Linked DNA regions of Muntiacus reevesi: region 1 is linked to region 2. The links are chromatin contacts, called in public Hi-C maps. All regions are on one chromosome and are shown on one strand. The core of a region is the stretch at or near the end of the contact, and the rest is flanking DNA. Distances in the headings are between cores, read along the strand shown. Region 1 holds the start of ARL5B (ADP ribosylation factor like GTPase 5B). Region 2 holds the start of ITGB1 (integrin subunit beta 1).

Region 1 (4,421 bases), core at 984-3,483, 350 kb after region 2:
GGACATCACTAAGTAACACAAGGAGCCCAGCCTGGAGCTTTGTGATAACCTAGAGGGGTTGGATGGGGGCGGAGGCTCAGGAAGGAAGGGATATATATTAAAATAATCATGACTGATTCATGTTGTTGTATGGCAGGAAATAACACAAAACTGGAAGGCATTTTTCCACCAATTAAAAGATAATTTAAAAATATGTAGTTTAAAAATATTTTTAATTCCCTAGTTGTTTTGACTTTATCTTGAAACTAGGACTAGAAATGTCCCTTTAAGACTTTATATTCAAACACAAAAACAGTGAATATAAATTTATTTATATGGGACTTCACAGGTGGCACAGTGTTGAAAGAATCAGCCTGCCAATGCAGGAGCCTCAAGAGATTCGGTTTTGATCCCTGGATTGGGAAGATCCTCTGGAGAATGAAATGGCAACCCACTTCAGTATTCTTGCTTGGAAAATTCTCTGGACAGAGGAGCCTAGTGGGCTATAGTCCATGGGGTTGCTGTATATACACATATATACAATGGGCCAATTCAGAGTCATGAAATTAAACTGATTTTCATAGACTTAGTACATACCTTTTTGTATGAGAGATTTAAACTTACCTTTAAAATCAGAATGTTGAAACACACTATTTTACATCTAAGTCTTAAAGGGTCTTTGAACATAACACTGGAATCACATAATAAGAAATACACTTATATTTGTACAAGTAATAAAATAGTTTGTTTCAAAAGGCCCCTACTGCTAAGGTTAAAATCTACCACTTAAGTCCATAGTCTTTTATTTCTCTCGTTCAGTTTCATGGGTATTTGTTACATTTCATCCCAGTCTGTGAAGCGATCATATTTGTTAAAACCTAACGACAGTTGGGGGGGGGGGGTGTCGGCAAGGAAATGAAACTAGTATGTAGAAAATTGGCTTATATATATGCGAACTTCTTAGTTAACTGAGTAATAAATTGAATTCAATTCCAGGTGCAGCAATTCTTCCAAGACTTTTCTTAAGTCAGTTTACAATGAGTGAGTGAGTGAAGTCGCTCAGTCGTGTCCGACTCTTTGCGACCCCGTGTACTGTAGCCTACCAGGCTCCTCCGTCCATGGGATTTTCCAGGCAAGAACACTGGAGTGGGTTGCCATTTCCTTCTCCAGGAGATCTTCCCGACCCAGGGATTGAACCCAGGTCTCCCACATTGTAGGTAGATGCTTTACCATCTGAGCCACCAGGAAAGTCCATAGTTCTTATTCAAGAACATTAGATAATAGATAATAATAAACATTTTTATAATTCCTAGTTGTCCAACTTTTCCCCTTAAAATTTCAGTTTGTTTTGCACTTTGTAGCTATTCCTTGTTTTGTTAAACTGGAAAGATCGATTCCTAGAATTCATTTTAACTAAATGAACTCATTTCCAATCAACACTTCACAAAAAACGCTTTTTTATTTTTGTGGGCTGGAGATTCTCGAAAACACCGAATACTTTGGAAAATAGGAGAACCTTAAACTAATCGCATGGGATTCCCAGGTAAAGCATGCCAGTGGTAAAGAATCGGTCTGCCAAAGCAGGAGACGCAGGAAAGGAGAGCTGGATTCCTAGGTCGGGAAGATCCCTTGGAGAAGGAAATGGCAATCCACTGCAGTATTCTTGCCGGGAAGGGAAAATCCTGCGGACAGGAGTCTGGCGGGGTTCTGTGCGGCAGCAAAGACTCGGATAGGACTGAGACCACACAGAGCACAAACTAATCACACAGTCGAACTCTGCGGCTACAGGCATTCCATGTATCCTCTCGTAATCAATTCTATTCAGAATTAAGAATCACTGCAGAATCGAAGCTTGCCCGCCAGCCTGAACTTGACAGTTGAAACATTCCTCCCTTTTGTGCAGCAAACGGCAGCTGCTCAGAGTGACTGTAGTCTGTACCCAGGTTTAAGGACCAGAAGGCTCCTGCTAGTCAACAGAAACTCCAGAAACGTAACTCAGCAACAGCTTCTAAACAGGAAGACGCCGGAAGAAGCGTTCTTCTCGGGAAACTCCGCGACTTCCACGCACACCCCCGCTTTCCACCCCTCCGGTAGCTCGGAGCCCTCCCACCGGAAGTGAAACTGAGGAAACGCCACATCGAAGGCGTGGGCTGACGTAAGCGCGCCGACGTCCGGCGCCGTTCTTCCGGCGATGGGTGGTCCACGGATCGGGAAGGGAGGCGGAGCGGAGGCGGGGCTTGGGGCTGGTTGAAGCTCTGGTGGGTAGGTGGGTTCAGACCGAGGGGACTACGGGTCGGCGTTGGGCTCAGTGGGCTCGAACAAAGGACTGTCGGCCAGGGACTCGGCGCAGTGCCTTCTGACGGTAGCTGAGCGGCAGATCGCGGCTTCTCCGCCAACCAGTGCCCTCGCCGCGCGGTCCCAGTCGGCTTTACCTCGGTGACCCACGGCCAGTCCCGCGGTGGGGGGCCCGGCGCAGCGGCACCTGCTGCTGAGGGACCCCGCGGCCCGCCCAGGTGCTCATGATGGGGCTGATCTTCGCGAAACTATGGAGCCTCTTCTGTAACCAAGGTGAGAAGGATGGAGCTGCGCAACGGCTCGAATCCGAGGCAGAGGGTCTAACCACTGGAGGGGACAGCTGTGTGGGGGTTAGGGGAAGGTAAGGCAGGGCCCTCGGTGGACACAAACGTTCTGAGACGCAGAGAAGTGACTTAGTCAAGGGGGTGGTTAGAAACTCACTGTTTTAGGTTGGAAGAAGGTGCAAGTGATGGTTGCGAGAAACGGAATGATAGTTGCTAGAAATAGAAAGTCAGAAGAGGGGGCATTTGGTGTCCTGGGATCCAAACCAAGAATTTGGAAATTTTGCCAAAGGAAAGCGGAAAGCAACCTAATGATACCCGGAGGCATTTGGAGGGCCTTTTCCTTTTCTAATTAAGTATCCTAAGTCTTTCCCCAGGATGTGTTCGCCCAGAAACCTATCAACTTAAAAAAAAAAAAAAAAAAAAAAACCAGCAACGTTACTAGTGTTGCTTTGTTTTCCGCCCTGCTGTTTTATTCATTTCGCCGTCACGTTCTGATTTCGCCTGCTTTCCCGGACTTGGGAATGAATTGAGACACGAGTTTCTGGAAATCTTCGTCCTAAACCCTTTATTCCTTTCTTCGACATTGAAAAGCTCAATGCTTTTGGTTCTGTGGAGGATATTGCGTGTCGGTGATTCGTTTAGAAACTGGTTCTGAGATGTCTTAAAAGTTGCAAGTCCAAACGGCCAAGAAGTTGTAAAACCTGTTCTCAGTCAGAGTAAATAAGACGTGATGACTTCTGAAGAGAATATACCCAGACAAAAGGGCCGGCTATAGGTAAAGTTTTAGGCATTCTTTTAACTGTTGTTATCTCAGTAATTAAAACCAGTTCTAAAACAAATAGTTTTATTTTGCATTTACCATCCGGGCATAATAAAAGCCAGTGTTTTATGATAGTAGCAATCAGTTATTGCTAATGTGATTTATTTTTTCTGGATTTAAGAAGTTAGAAGAATGAAATGACTTTAGTCACTTGTTCTGTAGATCGATAAGAAAACTAAAATAAAAAAAAAGAAAACTAAAATAGTCTTTTTCAAGGTTACAAGTTAATAAAGATGGATATATCCATACACATATACGTATGTGTATAAACGAAATTACTGCAGAGTTTTAATTCCATATGGATATTATCCATAACTTTAATACAGTATTTTTTCAGCAGTGTATGTTTTCTAATCCTCATTACATGAATTTACCATGTAAAGCAACATTTTAAGACATGTTTGAAAGTATAGAGATTAATAACTACCTGCTTATCTTTTCTCATAGTTTGAGTTCTCTGTAATTTGTCCCATCCCCTTTTCTCTCCTTTCTGTTTTATTACTGTGTTTATCATTTTTTACATTTTTTTTTTTGATGTCTTTATTGAAGTTTTTACAGTATTGCTTCCATTTTATGTTTGGTCCTGGGGCATGTGGGACCTTCGCTCCCTGACCAGGGCTTAAACCCACAGCCTCTGCATTGGAAGGTGAAGTCTTAACTACTGAACCGCCAGGGAAGACCCTATTTATCATTTTTTTTGAGGCTTCTTAATCAGACTAGAAGGGAATGAAGGATGAAGAGGGAAAATTCAGATGATGAAAGACATTCAATGGGTTACTTCTATAAGTCATATACTTGTTTCGTCCTTTTAAATTCCCATTACTATTTAGGAATTTTTCTTTTCCTTTAACTTCCTTGTTTAGAAAATTTAGAACTACGTAATGGTTATTCTGTCATTGTATTCATTCATACGACTAACATTTAGTCATAGGCCATACAGCCAGACATGAGATATAGGCATAGGAGAGACAAAGGTTAAAAATAAACAGAAAAGTTGAAGTTAACGTAGTTACTTGCTCTCAAAGTACTCAAAAAAGATGCAG
Region 2 (4,907 bases), core at 869-3,368:
TGTCCTTCGATGAATATTTATCTGAAATCACAAATGGAGCCATACTCCTGACCAATCACTGCTTTTCTTAGAGAATATGGTTAATTTCTCATTTCCTCAAAGCTCATAACTTCTGCACATAAATTGCTACTCACACTTTAGTGTAGTCAGATGTTCTGGTGCGGTCCCAGGGGAGCAAAAGGACCCATTTATTTATTTATCCAGTATTAGCTGAGCCCCTATTGTGTGACCGGGAACAGTGTTTGACACTGAGATTAAAAAGATGATTATTACACTGCCTTTGACCTAATTTAGTTTAACGTTGTGCAAATGTGAATCTCATAATGTTCTTGTAGCAAATCACACAAGGAAAAAAGTTCTAGGGAATGTAGTACCAATCAAGCATGGATAAACTACACTTTACCTTTAGAATGGTAATCCATGTTGAGCCCAGACATAGATTTTGATCAGTTTTGAACAACGGTATAAATAGTATGTTTAAGTTCAAGAATGTTGAGGTCTGGTCGCAGCTGCACCATTGGGTTGTTAACATAGAAACATTACTTTTTTTAAAATTTAAGTACAGTTGATTTACAATGTTATGTTAGTGTCAAGTGTACAGAAAAGTTTGTTATATATATCACCGAAAAGAACCTGAAAAGAATATATATATGGAAAAGAATCTGAAAAAGAATGTATTTCAGATTATTTTCCATTATAGGTTATTACAAGTTACTGAATATAGCTCCCTGTGGTCTACAGTAGGTCCTTGCTGTTTGTGTTTTATATAGAGTAGTGTGTATGCTCATCCCAAATTCCTAATTTATCCTCCCTCCCCGTACCCTTCGGTAACCATGGGATTGTTTTCCTAGGTCCGTGAGACTATTTCTGTCTTGTAAATAAGTTCGTCTGTATCCCTTTTTAGATTCCACAAGTAAGGAAACATCATTTAGTCTCTTAAATTTGCTCATCCATTAAGTGGGAAAAATCATTCTTGTTTCTTTAGAGGTTTCCAGAGATTACCTAACCAGAGATTTAATTTTGCTGGCGAGCCATGGGCAACATTTCCATAGATGGGGTTGTCTTTTTTTCCCCTCAAGATTGGCGGTCAAATGAGCATCACAGCTTCTATTCTTCGCCAAATGAAACACTGCTTCTCAGTTTCACAAATCTCATCATTCGAGTTCTGCTCCCAACAGGGTGCTGCAGCTCACCACGTGGCAACGCACATTTCTGCTAACAGGACGGCAGCCTGCCAGCAGCGCGTTCTGAGTAACCGGGTTTCGGTATGATGCCGGCCGGCAGGGGTTTCCATCCTCTTATCAAAATGTGCCCACCATGCTTCTTTTAGCGGTCTCTTCTCCAGCCCCCCGTCCACCTACTAAAAAAGTGAGGATGAACAGAAACTGTATCAAGAGTGAACTCTTCCTTCTCCTCCCTGTTCCCCATAAATGCACCTCCAGATGAACCTCACGGAAGCTGCTCCTCAACTCACCAGTTTTTCTCTACAACTTTCTTCATCTTTCCTGGCACCCGTTTCCTCCTTAAGTCTTCCCCTCTCTCAAAGACGTAACTCAAGCAAATCCTCCCACCAGAAAAATATCGGCTTTAGCTACTTCCCTTCCAAAGGGAAACGTTTTTGGCCCCACGAAGGCTTAACAAGGTGAGTGCCTAAGTTCCGATCTGTCCGAGCCGGCTCCTGGGAGGCAGGGCTTCCAGGGTTCAAACCCGGGCAGTGCAGGGCCGGCCGGCCCTCCGGCCGGACAGACATTGGGCTTTGGAGAAGCAGCGCCTAAGGCAGGCCGAGAGCGATATTACGGTGAGCAGGGCCAGGCAAAATCCTCCCTCTCTCTCTCTCGGCTGCAGAGGAAGGAGGCGCCGCCGAGGTTACGCGGAGCCCGTGGCCCGGCCGGGCCGCTCCTTTGTCCCGGCGGCCCCCGCCCCTCGCGCGGCCCCCGCAGCCGCCCCCTTGCCCCTCCCCCCCTCAGCCCCCTCCCCCTCCCCCGGGCGCGGCTGACGCGGCCCGAGAGGAATGCGCTTCCGGAGGGCGAGAGGCGCGGCGGCTGCCTGAGGAGCGGGATCGCCGCGCCAGGGAGGCGGTGCCCCGGGGGTCGTTTCCTGCCGGGAGGCGGCCCCGCGCCGCCGAGTCTCCTCCTCCCGCCCGCGAGGAGGAGGAGCCGCCGCCGCCGCCGCCGTGCCGGAGCCCGGGAGGCCACGCCAGCTCCGGACAGGCCGAGCGGGAACCGCGGAGCACAGGCCGAGCCGATCGCGCGGGCCGGACGCCGCGGGAGAAGGTGGGCCCGGGAGGGCGGGCGGCGGGCTCGGGGCGCGCCCGGGCTCCCATGGAGGAGCAGGCGTGGGGGCCGCGGCCTCCGGGTGGATTCCAAGCCGTCGGGCGGGGGAGGAAGTCGGGCCGCGGCCGCTCCTGGACCTTCCCGGCAGGGGCGCTGTCCTCGCGGGGCCGCGGTCGCGGAGGCCGGGGAGTCGGACCCACCACTCGGACGCTGGGCTGGGCGCGGACGGGCCTCCGTGGACCTGCGTCCGGCAGCAGCCTCGGCTGCCGGGCCTCCCGGCCGGGACCACTCACCCCGGCTCCAGCCCCACGTCCCGGGCGTCGCCTTGCCGCTGGGCACCGGGGCGCCGGGTGGGCGCGTCCTGTGGGCCCTTCCTCTAATGCTGGGTGTGGGCGTCGCGGCCGTGTCTAGGGCTCCTGCCCGGCCTGTGCCTGATTCGTGCCGTTTCCTATGCTTCAGAACAAGTTGTATTTTTAAGAATGGTAGTATTTAACGCCTGAGCAATTTTTTTTCACCAGTTTCGTGCTTTTGCGTCAAAACCTAGCGCTAGTCTTTGTGATCATTACTAGTAAGTTACACTCGTTAAGGCTTCATTTCTTCCATCTGTAAAATGGGAGCAGTACCTACCTATACTAATAATAAAGCTAGTAATTATTATAATGAGGACAGTGAGGACCTCTATGCACTTTACCTTTATTTTGTCGTTTAATCCTGGAACCGATCCAAAGAGGTAGGTGTTGTATTTAATCCCTGTTTTACAAATGAAGAAACTGAGGCACAGGGCGCATAGGTGGTCATTCAGCTGTGATGAGGACAACCCATGTGGTCCAGCAACCCATGTTTGCAGGTAAACTTGCATAAGTACAGTGTAGTGAAGAGAAGATGTAAGATGGAAGACACTTAGCTCCATAAATATTGACTCCTTTTCTTTCCTTCCTGATGTAGTAGAATGATTTTTAAAAAATCTCGCTATGTAATTGATGATATTATCAGTAAGGTTTCTTTGGATCTGCGTTCTACATAAATATTAGTTGGGTAGAATTATTGTTATTTTTTATCGTTGTTTTGATGGTACAATAATAACAAATGCTGAGTGAATTTCGATTACGAATTTTTCTTAAACTGAATCCGGACTTTGCAATAGGTTGTGTATTAGACACTTTAGAAGTGGTGAGGGAACTTGACTTGCAAGTTACCTATTCTGGATTTGTGGCCATCAGGGCTCACAGGAGTCAGGGCTGGCTTAAGAGTCCTACCGAAATGTTCACATTTGAAAATAAAAATTTTAGTTCACTGATTAATAAATGAAGGACTGAAGGTGATTAGCTGATAAACAGAAAACACATGAAACAAATCAATGTTTTAGTTACAGGCATTTGAGGAGAAAGCCATTATAACCACCCTAGAATTTAGTATAAAATGGAAGATGTTATTAGAATGCTAGTTAAAAAGACGGGATGTGGTTAATACTTTGCTTTTGTAAGTAGCAGACTCCAAATTCAGTCATCAATGTTGATTTCACAGACTTAAAGTTTTTGTAATGTTGATTCTTTTTAAAGGAATGTTTTATTCTGTATTGTTTTCTAATCCCCTCGGTATTCTGTGTGTGGAAAGTATAGGATCATTAATATTGAATAAATCATTGGATTTAGGTGGCTTTCTCCTCAGCTTTCTGGTCAGGATATTTAAAAGCTGCCCCAAATTAGTGTCATTGAATGAACTTGTAGTCCTATATTGGGGTCGATAAATTCCTAATTACGTGGGCAACTAGGGCATCTGGTTACTTTATAAAATACTGAAAATTTAAGTTTCAAGTGGTGCTTGTTTTCATGGCATATGTGTGGGTGCATTAGTTGTTCATGACTACTCTGCTGGAGTGATGAGGTGAAACATGAGATAGTTAAAGTTTTAGAACTTTTGAGTTCTGCTAACTGATATTTTTGAACATGTAACAAATTCAATTAGTATCTGAGAGGGTTCATGTGGACTGATTACCCCACTCTGCCTGGAGGGTTAGGATCTGTCTGGTTGTCAGTGGAATCCTAGATTATATTGTGCAAATGTGTAAATATCTTTTTTTGCATGAGCAAGTCTATTCTGACTGGTCATATGTTGTGGGGTTTTGTCCTTGTATGTTGTTATAGCTGAGGTGGGAGTCTTGGGGTCCAGAGGGTGGGCTGATTGGGTAAGAGTCCAGAAGAGTACCTTATTCTTCAGAACCCTGAAATGATAGCAGTATCTATAGCTGTCGAAAACTGAGAAAATTATGTATCTAGGTTACAGGAGTTGCAGTGCAGAAAACCTTTAGAACCTTAGCAGTCTTAGAATTTTCAATACGTAAATGAAAAAGGTGGTATTTCTTGTTCTGGAGCTGTATGCAAAAGGAGCCAAGCTATACTTTGCAGGTTTCTTATCTTTTAAATGTGAGTAATTGTGAGACTTTTGCAGAGTTAAGTTTTATTTATAAAATAATACAGAAGCCAGGTACTTTTAAGCTTTAGTTTTGGTTTGTGGCTTTGCAAGATAAGGTTAACTATATTTAGCAATATGCTAAAGCATATGTATATCATCTGATCAAGAAATGTGTGTAAGTGATAAACTTTCAAATATACATAGTGCATGCATGTATAAACA

The links. A called contact is a pair of places that touch in the nucleus more often than the background predicts.
Region 1: a contact with region 2 is called in a Hi-C map of muscle, with 4 times the contacts expected there. The contact joins the promoter of ARL5B here to the promoter of ITGB1 in region 2. A contact is called at or near these places in 2 of 3 Hi-C or Micro-C datasets (blood and muscle).

The regions. Positions count from the first base shown.
Region 1 is chr2:20,001,159-20,005,579 of mMunRee1.1, forward strand. It overlaps ARL5B (ADP ribosylation factor like GTPase 5B), which reads left to right and starts at 2,234. Exons shown (of 6, transcript XM_065921070.1): 1 at 2,234-2,547. The coding sequence starts at 2,499.
Region 2 is chr2:19,653,514-19,658,420 of mMunRee1.1, forward strand. It overlaps ITGB1 (integrin subunit beta 1), which reads left to right and starts at 2,119. Exons shown (of 16, transcript XM_065921066.1): 1 at 2,119-2,273.